Regions from separate parts of the Gossypium hirsutum genome. Here region 1 is linked to region 2. Evidence: chromatin contacts called from public Hi-C data. All regions are on one chromosome and are shown on one strand. The core of a region is the stretch at or near the end of the contact, and the rest is flanking DNA. Distances in the headings are between cores, read along the strand shown.

What was found. Hi-C and Micro-C count contacts between places; a contact is called where the count stands out from the background.
Region 1: a Hi-C map of anther shows a contact between it and region 2, with 5 times the contacts expected there. The contact joins the promoter of LOC107929673 here to the enhancer-like site in region 2. A contact is called at or near these places in 6 of 34 Hi-C or Micro-C datasets (anther, hypocotyl and leaf).

Annotation. Positions count from the first base shown.
Region 1 is chrA08:106,464,943-106,471,354 of Gossypium_hirsutum_v2.1, forward strand. It overlaps LOC107929673 (cationic amino acid transporter 9, chloroplastic), which reads right to left and starts at 1,355. Exons shown (of 8, transcript XM_016861165.2): 1 at 1,015-1,355; 2 at 508-920; 3 at 103-279. The coding sequence starts at 1,258.
Region 2 is chrA08:106,320,800-106,327,236 of Gossypium_hirsutum_v2.1, forward strand. It overlaps the pseudogene LOC107929640. Among protein-coding and RNA genes, the nearest start is that of LOC121205254, 12 kb to the right of the region's middle. Within about 2 kb of position 3,707, at least 5 of the 9 cell types and tissues checked have an H3K27ac peak or open chromatin away from gene starts, as enhancers often do. A contact at or near this core is called in hypocotyl, where this site is marked.

The DNA.
Region 1 (6,412 bases), core at 105-2,604, 140 kb after region 2:
ATGCAGACACTATAAAACAATACAATACAAGATAAAGCATAGTAACATAAATTACAATACTTTGAATGACAAGACATTGAGTTGCTTTCAAAATAAGATTACCTGAGGTCTCTTTGATTCTTCAGCAGAATTAGCAACCGCGTCAAATCCAACATATGCAAAGAATACTACGGTTGCTCCCGTAAATATATGTTTAACACCATTGGGAGCAAAAGGAGACCAATTATCTACATCAACTTTGAAAGATCCAACAATAATGACAAAAATAACGATGACAACCTGCAACACAGTTAATGCGGAAATCAGTTACAATCACTCCCATTTCACTTTTTTCCTCCCCCTCTGTTTCTTCCTTTCACCAAAGGCCAAATGTTAACTTTTAATTATTCACAAATCTTGTTGATTTTTGTATCCGAGTACAATCTTTGTCCTTTTTTACTCTCAGAAAAAGGAAAAACGGGTATAATCAGAATATAGAAAACAAACGAAGTCCTGAAAGGAGGGTACCTTGGCTGCAGTCATGAAAGAATTAACAGCAGAAGATTCTCCAACACCAAGACAGAGGATAACAGTCAACACGGCAAGAAGAATCGGAGCCAGGATATTGATAGACAAAGTTCCTCCAAAGAATTCTTGACCACCATGACCAACCCAGGGAGGTATGTTTCCTTTCAAAGCAGGGATGAGCTCGAAAATGGTAGCCACGTAGCTAGCTAAGCTACGGGCAATACTAGCTGCTCCGATATGATAATCCAACATTAATTGCATGAATACAAGGAAAGCCGTAATTTCATTGAAGGCCGTGTACGCGTACAAGTACGCGCCTCCGACTACGGCGGGAAACCGTGAAGCTAACTCCGCGTAGCACAACGCGTTCAACACACACGATGCTCCCGCGAGTATGAAACTAATAGTCACTCCTGCAAAAACAGATTCAGAAAATCGCAACAAAATCTAAAGCAGAAACGATATCTGCGATCCAATAGAACCAAAAAGTAAAGAATTGGAGCGGACCTGGACCGGCATCACGAGCGACGGTTCCGGTGACAACGAATATGCCGGCACCGATAGAGGCGCCGACGCCGAGTAGGATGAGATCGAAGACGCCGAGACGGCGGATAAGGCCATCGCTAGAATTGTTAGTGGAGGAGGATGACTTGAGGGTCTTGGCTCTAAGAGCTGAAGAGCAAAAGTGAGAGAAACAAGTAGATGAGGAGGTGGCGTCTTTGTGACGGCTATCATCCATGGTTGAGGCCATAAAGGTGCGAAAGAAGGATGCCAGTAGTTTGTGTCACGCTGGCATTCATCTTATTTATAGTGTCTGAAAATTCAACGGGGTTAGGTATGGATATAGCGGCTCGAAATTAGCCATACATTTTTGCTCATATATTTCTTCTCGGAAAACAATCAAGATATTCCCCCTTTTTTTAAAAATCGGAATCTTTTTTTCTTTCTTTTTCTTTCCATTTTCTTAATTAACAAAAAACGAAAATCACTGCAGGATATCGTTAAAAATAATTAGTTTAAGAATAAGGGAGTTAATATTTTATTTAATTTTTAATAAACTTATTTGGTGTTACAAGTCATCGGACATTAATTTAATTAGAAAATTTATAAAAATATCATTTCATAATTAAAATAAGTTATATTATTTAATTGTATTTTAGTCTTTATATTATAATAAAAATCAATAAATATATGTCTATAATAAGATTTGAACTCGTACTAATTGAATTAGTAAAATATTCAATTTATCATTCAATCAAAGTTACATTTTAATATATTTTATCCATTTTTATTTTAATATCCACAATTTATCATCTCCACCAATTGTATATATTAACAATGTTATTAATTGTGTTGGTGTTAAAAGTCAACTCAATACTAATTCACAATTGATGACAAAATCATGATAAATAATTGTAATGCATTTAGTATTATGATTAAATTTTGTTTTCTATATTTATGTATTTAAATTTCGTTTTACTCATAATTTAATATAAATTTTTATTTCAATATCATATATATTTTATGTATAATTATAATTAATCAATTTTAAACTATATGTTTTATTGCTTATTATATATAAATACGTATATATTTTAAATATATTATTTTCACACGCATTTATATGTGATAAAATTTCTAGAAAAATAATGCTCCACTGGTTTAATATGGTGATATTCTTTTTCACTAAATTAAGATAGGAATCCTATTCGTAAGTTTTGTTTTCAGAAAACAAATATTATGAGACGGTTGAACCATGTAAATCAGATAAACACTATTTTAATTATTTATTAGGAATCAAATATAGTTTATATAATTTAAAACAAACAATAAATTATTTCTTTTATTAAAAATTTTATTCATTTTATCAATAAATGATAATGTAGTTAATGAAGCAATAAGTAAAACAACACGTGACATGCCACATATTTTCATATTGATGTAATATTTCGCCATATCAATAAATATTTAAAAGTAAAATATATATATATAGATAAATTTTTAAACAATTATTTGACAACTCATGTCCATGTGATTTTTTAAATAATTATAAAATTATAAAAAATATTAAGAATATATTAGAAAAATATTCAAAATAAATCTGACAAACAATTGTCCAGGTTTATTAGAGTAGTTTCTTAAATAATTTGTATAATTATTATAAAGTATAAGTTTTCATTATTTTTAATAATTTTAATAATTTCTTATATTATTGATAATTTTTTACATATTTTTAATAATTTTTATATTTATTTGTTTAGGTTCATCATAGATGTAGTTTTTTTTAAACAATTATAAAAAGTTTGTTTACTTTTAGTATTTCTTGTAATTTTTTTTAAATGTTGCTATGTCAACATTTAATTGTATAATTGGATGAATTTTTAATAAAATGATCAATTTATTGATTTATTTAACGTGCAGAGACTAATTTATCTACGTTTTAAGTGAAAAGTACAAAATACATTAATCTCATTATAAATTTTTATCATATTTATTCTTTTTAATACAATACCTAAAACTACATATAGTCTTTCCCTAATCTCTAAATAGGAGGATAATACAATTCAACACACTTAAACTTACGTCCTTCTGCATTGATAATAATATCAATGCCAATGGAATTAAGACTCAATCGATAAATGCAATTCAATTTTTAATATAGGTTAATAATACTTTTACCTAATTATATTGCGTATATATTTTCAATGGGTGATTTAAATTGAATAAGGGCATATGCCCTATACAATGAAAATAAAGAGACCCAAAACAATAACATTGAGAAGAGAGGCCAGCTTTATGACATTAGCCATTAGCACTCTCAACTGAGGTCTTCCTCAGTAAGGATTCTGCTATTTGTATTTAGACTCCGTTTGACCATTGAGTCTGCAACAATATAAACTCCAACACCTTTCACGTTAGACTTAGTATTACTTAGTAGAGTGAAAAAGAAAATTGAAATGGTACAAAAATATATATATATATATATATAATTTTTTTTATAGGTGTATTTGATAGGAAAGTGAAAAAAATAGAAAGAATAAGTAATTTTCTTTCCATGTATTATTTAGTATAGAAAATAAAATAAAATATTTAAAAAATATATAATAGATTAAAATTAAAATGATTATATTTTAAAAAAATATTTATCATTATATTAGTTATGGTTTATAAATTATAATTGATGATGCAATTACTATTAATGAATTATAATAATTAGGATTTATAAATTTATTTCAACATTAACATCAAATATTTATTTATCTAACCATATATATTACTAGGTATTAGGTCTCAAGTGAGGTGGAGAGGTTTTTTTTTTATTACCCCACGGACTATCTAATTTATTCATATGTGGAATTCATTTTTTTAGCATAAAATTAATATTTATTAAATAATTGTAACACCCCTTACTCGAGTCCGAGGCCGGGATGGGGTACGAGGCATTTCTCGACTTAAACACAAGCACATCAGCATAACCAAATCATAAAAACTCGATCAAATTTAAAACTTTTCAATAATTGTCTATAAGACCTTGACATTGGCCTATGATTCCCAAATCACACTATGAAAACGGTTCGGGGATAGTCTCAACATTTTTGGAAACTTTGAAAAATACTACTTGAAATAGGGGCACACGCCGTATGGTCAGTTTGATACGACCGTGTTGAAGGCCTGTGTGACTCACACGGCCTAAGCAAAATAGGGACACACCCGTATCCCTTACCCATGCGGATTTATTTTCTAATTCAAACCTACAAGGGTTTTCACACGCCTGTGTCTATAGCCCATGTCCATCACACGGCCATGACACGCTCGTTTGTAAAAACCTTGACATTCTATTTTTGACGTCAGCAACAAATTAGGGGCACATAGCCAAGGTACACGCCCGTGGCAGAGGCCGTGTCCTCCACACGATTGAGACACACGGCTGTGTCTTTGTCCGTGTGTTTACTACCATGCATACTGACTTGCAAATTTGAGGTGCAGGGGACACACGGGCAGACAATATGCCCATAGGGCTGATCGTGTGTCGCACACGGCCTAGACACACGCCCGTGTGTCTACCCGTGTGGACAAAAAATAAGGCTATCTACCAAGACTTTTTGCAACCCTTACTTGCATTAATTTATACCACATCAAGACAACCCAATTTCATACACAACCACATGGCTAAATCAGCCCCCAACCAAACATTCTACACATTAGGGTCACTCTACTTATTCACAAACAACTCAACAACATGCAAAACCATTCACTTTACTTATTCCCAAATAAATATCATCATTTGCATTTATCAATAACCAATATTAGCCACTATGGAATTATACAAAATGACTCAATAGCTATGACAATACACTCGTTTGGCCCAAAACTTTGTGACCATTACAAAAAGACTAGTTCCTATACATGCCATAATCAAAATGATAAAACTAGTTATACCAAATGTTTCAGGGATAGTGTGACTGGCTTTTCCAACGTAAGGCAATGATCCACGAGCTACTTTGGTGGCACTATAAGAAAATAGAAAGGAAAAGGGTAAGCATAAAGCTTAGTAAGTCGCATGTAAATAATGAAAAAACTACAAATTACCATAAGGGTCATACTCCGAAAATAATTCAATTTGCACACGAAGGTAAGGATTCATAAATATTATTAATGTGTATTCATCTCTCCTCAAGCATACAACGATGATTGAATTCACATTTCATACTTCAGGTAAAACACACAAGTGGTCATAAGCATAACTTACTCACTTTCCTTCCGTACTAAACATACAATGTAAATGAAGCTCGTATTTCGTAATTCTCATTTAGGTACTTGTACCACTCACCACATGGTCATAAGTTTTCTCATTTCGATATAAATCATAAATCTCCCGTTGAACCATTTGGAATACTACAGGATATTCAATAGCCCTAAACATGGGATAAGATGCCGACGCCATGTCGCAATGTCCCAAATAGGTCTTACACTGACTTTCATATATCGTGGCCGGTGCCGTCTCCCAGATAGGTCTTACACTGACACACAATAAGCTGTCGCCATGTCCCAGACATGTCTTACACTAGCTTGTATATCTCGAGGCCGATGCATGTCCCAGACATGTCTTACTCTAGCTCTCGTCTCAAATCCGATGCATGTCCCAGACATGTCTTACACTGGCTTGTATATCTCGAGGCCAATGCATGTCCTAGACATGTCTTACACTAGCTCTCATAATGTGGTCGATGTATGTCCCAGACATGTCTTACACTAGCACACATATCACCCAATGTCATGGCATGAATATCCAAATCTATTCCTAATGTTCAACCGGGAGTCTTTATACAATAATTTCTCAACATGCATACTCATATTCATAATCAATACAATTTATACAATATCAATTTAATCACACATCATGACAATATAGTTGCATTATTAACATACAACTTACCTCGAATTACAAAATATAGGCAACTAGTCGATTTAATCTACTTACTTGGCCTTCTCCCGTTCTAGGTTCGGATTTTGTATTTCTTGATCTAAAATAATAAAAATTCACTCATTTAATCATTAAATAAATTTAGAAAATCAAAATTCACATTTTTGGTAAAATGACCATTTTACCCTTAAACTTTCACAAAATGACCATTTTATCCCTAGGCTCGAAAATTGATTTTTATCAAATTTACTCATGTATTAAACGTAGCCGAACACTTCTTACTCTTATAGCAACCCAAAATTCTCATTATTTCACAACATTACTATCTATTTTACAAATACTACAAACTTAGCCCTTTTTAAGTGTTTTTCATGAACATCACTTCACAAAAGTTGTTTATTAAACAACTAAGATTCATTTTCTTCCATAAAATTTCAGCATATATCATAAATGATCTCATGGTGAATATATAAGCTTTTA
Region 2 (6,437 bases), core at 2,457-4,956:
TCCATTTTCCAAGAAAATGAAAATGAAAATGAAAATGGCTTTTATTTCCTAAAATCAAATGGAGCCTTAGTAGTTCAATTTTCTCTTTCAAATTCCATCTAAACAGGTGATTTTTCAAAATTTCTCATAATTTTATTTCATTTAATACACATAGTCTCATTATAAGATAAAAAAAAATTAAACTTGAAAAATCATTTTTATTTAATCTACTATATATATTTAAAAATATTTATAATTGTTTACAAATCTAATGATATCCATTTTTAATGTATTTATTTTTTAATTAGTGAAATTCTTATAACCTATTTATTAAAAAGTTATATATCCAAATAACATTTTAAATGATGAAACTTAAAACTCTCATTCAAAGGCAGTCAAAAAATAATTGTTAACCTAATTTAAACACTTGTTTCATATTTAATTATGAGTCTTTTATTTAATACCATTTTGTTAAAAGGTAGTGTAGCACTGAGTTTGTTTTAATTTAGATGAAGATGAAAATGATTAGCTGTTAAAAAATTGCACATTGCCTAGATTTGACAGACAATTAATGAAACCGTAACGCTCAAATTGTCCCTACATGTGCATGCCACTTAAAAGAGGTGAAAATAGGAGCTTTTACTGGATCATAACTGTCACTGATGAAGCTTTTTGTTTTTTTCCTTATTCCCAACAACTCAATTAAAATTAGAAACTTACCTCCAATTATTGTGTTTAAGATTCTCATCAACAACATTTTCAGTGTCGCTTTCGAATCAGTAATTTACACTAATTAGAAACCAAAACATTTGCTAAAATGATCCTTACGTTTCCATTCTTAATAATTTACTTATTGTTTTATTCTTATATTTATTATTTATTTTTTGGGATGACTGAATTTAAAAGTTGAAGTTGGATGTTTGAGAATTTTATAAGAAGAGTTTTTGCTCTAAAACACTCTCCAATACTTAAATATGTGAGTAGCTAAAAAAAATAATTTAAAAATGAAGAATAAGATGAAAATAGAGGAATAAGCTGAAGTTGAGTTATCCTTTGGTTCGTTAGGGATTAGCTATTCTTTTTTTTTTTTCTTTTTGTCTTTGATCGGGGTATTTAAATCAAGGAATATTAGAGAAGTTGTAACATGTTCTGCAAGACTCTCTATTGGCCAAACAATAGAAGCAAGATTAAAAGGGTGGTCTCTCATTTTTTATATATTTAATTTTTATCTTTTTATTATATCTACTTGTTTTCTTATCAATTATAAAAAGGCTAAAATATGCTTTTAAGTCATTATAATTTTTATATATGTTAAATTTAGTCTATCAACTTTTATTCACTTTTTTTTTAATTTTAAAAATTAAGTTCAATTATTAACATCGTTGACATTTTATGTTAAATTCGATAGGGTAATATTTTTATTTAAAAAGATTAAATTCTAAGACTAAATATCAAATATAAAAATATGAGATAATTAAATATTATCTTAATTCCATTAAAAAATGATTAATATTAAAAATTCTTCCTCGGTAGTCGTAAGATTCCTAGCAGATTAAACTTCTTTTTTGTTCATAACTGATTATCTTGTTTATTCTTGTCTTCTAGTTCCTTACGTATTATTTTGTTTTGAAGGATTACAAGTTGTAGTGACATATACAATCAAGGAAAATGGAAACCCAATTCCCAATAATTCTTCCTAAAGACAAAAAAAAAAAAAAATTAACCCAAATGATTAGGTACTTGGTGGGTCTATTAATTTATGACTTGGTTTACCATACACTTCGTCTGTTGTGAAACCCGTGGCCAATGCCAACGCTAATTTTGTAATAATATATATAAAGGGCCGATGTCATTTTCCACTAAGCATATTATTGCCAAATTAATAAAATGGAGGGCTTTTTTTTGAACTTTAGTTAGATTAGATTATGCTGTCGAGTTAATCACAACTTGGGAATCTCTCCCTTTGGTCCCTTTTCCTGGACAAATAATGGTAACAAAACACTAATTCCCGATTAAAAAAAAAAAACTTTTTTTATCTAAAGAGCATTTACCAACAATAAATGGTTTCAAAACTGGACTTTATAGTCAATTGAATCGAAAGTTCCATTGCAAAATAGAGGAGACAAAGCTGCATGGATTCTCATCCTAGCTAGCTTTAAAGTTGATTGCAGTAAAGTTCGAAAAAGTATAATTTCTCGTTTTTGCTAAACAAATAATACCAGAAAACAAAAGAAAAGTGGCGTTGAAGAATTACACTCGCAATGAATAACTCGCCCTTATATTAATATTTTACGGTGGAGATTTCATTTTTAATTATCCCAATGGATTAAAGTGGAAAAGAAACCACGAGATTCACGATTCAAGAGCCAGCTTTCCTTGTGATGAAGGAAATGCATTGGAATATTATTTGTATGAGAGGAGATGAATAATTTTCAAAGTTAGAGGGTATTGACCATGAAAAAGATTACACGTAGTGAAATGATATGTGTGTTTGCTAGTAGTAATCCCAGGAGAACGGCTCCTCGATCCGGAACCCAGCATCGACTGCACATATTTGCCATGCCGATGAAGAATAAGAGCAGAATCCATCGTTTCGGTCCGCAGTATCGATAATTAGATCGGGCAGATCGAACAAGGTGTCGTCGTCATCAATGGAGGGTGAACTTGATGATTCTTGTGTATTGTGAAGTTCTTCATGGCTTACTCCAGCTTCGTTCTCGACGTTGCATTGCCTTGTGTCGAGGAATGTCGAGGCAGCCGCTTGAGAAGCCGCTGCTTGGATGTCTTTGGGAGACGTAGTAGCAGGGCGTGGGAGTTGCTTTGCGATTTCAGGGAAATTAAGGTAAGCCGAGGGACCTTTAATGGCAAGTGCCGCTACATCATGAGCTCGAGCAGCCATTTCAGCTGTGGGGTATGTTCCGAGCCATATTCTCGATTTCTTCCTCGGTTCTCGAATTTCAGACACCCATTTGCCCCAACTTCGCATACGCACTCCTCGGAACGTCCCATGCTTACTATCGTTATTACCACAAGTACTCCTTTGTCTCTTCTTGTTCTCATTATCATCATTCTCCATATCTCCACCTTTCTTCAATCTTTTTCAGCTACACCGTTTGGATGACAACCCGAAGTCGAGGAGGAAGAACAAGTGGAAGATGTGGGAGTGGCGGTGTAAGAGACGATGGAATAAGAGCTAAGCAAGTCGTTATGACAATGAGAAGCATCATTCTCGATGTTGATATCTCTTCCAAATTCCATGACAGATTACAGGCCTAGTTGCAAGTAAAGAAAGAATATATCAAAATGAATGGCATATACATAGTGGTCTAGAGGGGATTATATGCTGCCTAATTCCATGAATTCTGGTCTTTAAAAAAAACATAATCATGTAAGGAAAGAAAGAAATAAAGAAGACTGGGGTCCATGGCATATATATATATAAAAGCCATTACAGTTCATCTAATTTGTTTCCCATGTGGAAAATTAAATAAAATGTACTGGAATTGGAGATGATCTTGGTTGTACTGTCAATTTTTACCTCTAGTGAAAATTCAGGCTTTGCATTCCGGGTATCTCTACCTAATGGTATGTTGATTATAACAATTCTCTACTTTTTCCCATATGCAGAAAAACACTTTGAAAAACCAGTTTTGGTCTTTAACCGATCATATATACACCCATACACTGTTTTTCACATGAACCTCGTTTCAAATACCCCACTCACAGTCCATTGAATTTCACATGCATGTTTTCTTCTCCTTTCTTTTTCCTGTTCTTTGATGGAACTGGTTCGATCAAAGAAAAGAAAAAACATAAATTAATTGTCATCTTCCAAGCTCTAATCATGTCGCATATAAACCTGATAGGATTCTCACCAGTTTCATACATCACCTATCAATTCATTTGTTTATTTTCAAAGGGCCACTTGTGTTTTCATCTCCGTTCATTGAACACCCTTAATTGGATTAATAAAATAAAATTAGCCAATGGAAGATCTTGCAATATATATACTTAACAGCAATGAACAGATTGACCAACAGATTGCAAAGCAGCCATAGAAAGTAAACACGTGGGTTGTTTTTATAAAGGAATAGGACATCTGATCTAAAGCAAACTAACACATATGAAGAGTGCTTAACAAATCCCAAATTTTCTTTATTTATTTCTGTAATCTTTAATTAAACTCACTAATCATTATTAGAAGAAGGTATTAAGGGAGAGGGGATATGACAAAAGCAAGAACGGGGGATACGCTTTTTCATTGGTTACTGTTCATCACGATGGAACACATGAGGCCACATGCCTGTGGGGTCCTCATTCTAAGCATGCCCTCTCTCATTCCCAGATTTTCTTTTTAGCTAACTACTCTATTGAAATTTTCCCATTTTCTTTTTTAACTTTCTGTTGCGAGAGAAAAATAACGATCTAGCAGTGAAGATGAAGAAAGGGAGAAAATACAGGGAGAAAGGAGGAAGAGAGAATGAGAAATTTGTTTTCCAATTTCATAACCATATTTCAGCCTTTGCTTCTGCTTTTTAGTGTGAGTAATGGACCCCAAAAACCACCTGGCAACTAACAGTCTAGGTGTCCCCAAAACGAATAGTTTCATTAAATGACTAGTGTGAGTAATGCTTTTTAGTGTGAGTAATGCTTTTTAATGACGTGACCCTGTCTTATTACAATTAAAACAAAGATAAAACACAACATTTTTACATAACAATTAAACTAACTAAAATAATAGAAATTCAAACATTTGCAGTAACTTGCTATTGTCTCAAACACCATTACTTTCTTCTTTCCATAACAAGTAGTTCCTCCGTAGAGTTGATTCTTATCCTCAAGGATCAAAAGTATGGTACTATTGCTGGAAAGTACTCCAAGTTTCCTAGGTAGAGTCTTTTGGATATGTGTCTGCCCATTCCACAAGCACCTCACTAGTAGCTTGATTGCCCCTCTTAGTCATCCTTCTCTCAAAAGTTCTGACTGGCTCCTTCAAAATAGAACCACCTGAACCTACAAGAGGTAAGTTACGATTACTAGTTGCGAAACCAATATGTTTCTTCAATTGGGAAACATGAAAAATTGAGTGAATTTGAGCTCCCACAGGTAACATTAATTTTTAGGCTACCTTTCCAACCTTGGCCTCCACAGGGTAAGGACCAAAATACTTTGGTGAAAGTTTTTGGTTCCTTAATTTTTGTAGAGAATGTTGTCTATAAGGCTAAAGCCTCAAATACACTAGATCTCCCACATTAAATTGTCGATCCGATCTTTTCTTGTCTGCCATCTGCTTCATCCTCTATTGTGCCCTTTTTAAATAAAACTTGAGCAACCTTCTCAATGTCTAAGGCTTCTGTCAATCTTTTCTACCTGCAAAGATCCAGCCAAATAAGGCAAATGAATAGGGGGTACTTGACCATACATGACCTTATATAGCGTGGAACTGATTGCTGAATGAAATGTGGTGTTATACCACCATTCTGCTAAAGGCAACCAGTTGGCCTAGTCAAAAGGTTTCTCTCCTGTCATGCATCTAAGATATCCTTCTAAGCACTTGTTCAGAATTTCTATTTGACCATTTTTCTGTGGATTGTATGCTGTTGACAAGGGTAGTTTAGTACCAAGATGTTTGAAGAGTTGTTGCCAAAAATAACTAACAAAAACCTTGTCTCTATCTGAAACAATAGACTTAGGGGCCCCATACAACTTCTATACCTAATCCAAATAAGCCTGAGCCACGGTGGTAGCAGTGTGGGGATGTGTCAAGGCAATGAAGTGATCATATTTGGTCAATTTGTCCACTATCACCAAGATGGTGGTCTTGCCTTTGGACAAGGGTAAACCCTTCACAAAATTCATGCTGATGGTAGCCCATGCCCTATTAGTAATAGGCAATGGTTGTAGTAAGCCAAGATAAGCAACAATGTCACTTTTGCATTTTTGGCAGATGGAATACGCTTGTACCCATGTTTTCATATCTATAGAAAGAACCTTCCAATAAGCGAACCCTGTTATTCATTGTCTAGTGGCATGTATTCCTGAATGGTCACCAATCGCCTTTTCATAAAAAAAGATGAAAGATGGCCTTTCTCAATTCCAGCTGGTTTCCTACAACTGTTTTCCCCTTCCTTCTAAGAACTTTACCGTCCTAAGAGTACTTAGGGTGTGAGTGAGGTTGGTCTTGTAAGTCCTTACACAATTACTGTAATTTATAGTCTTGCCAACTGACATCTAAGACTTTTTCCAGCAAGTTAGGCCACGATAAGTTACTGTTGCTTGCACACTAAAATAACTAACCCGCATCAGTACAAGGCCTCCTAGATAGAGCATTAACAACAATGTTTTAAGATCCCCTTTGATAAAAAAATGGAGTAGTCATACCCCAACATCTTGGCAACCCACTTTTGCTGAAAATGGGTGATTGCATGATTTTCTTAGAGAAACTTCAGGCTCTGGTG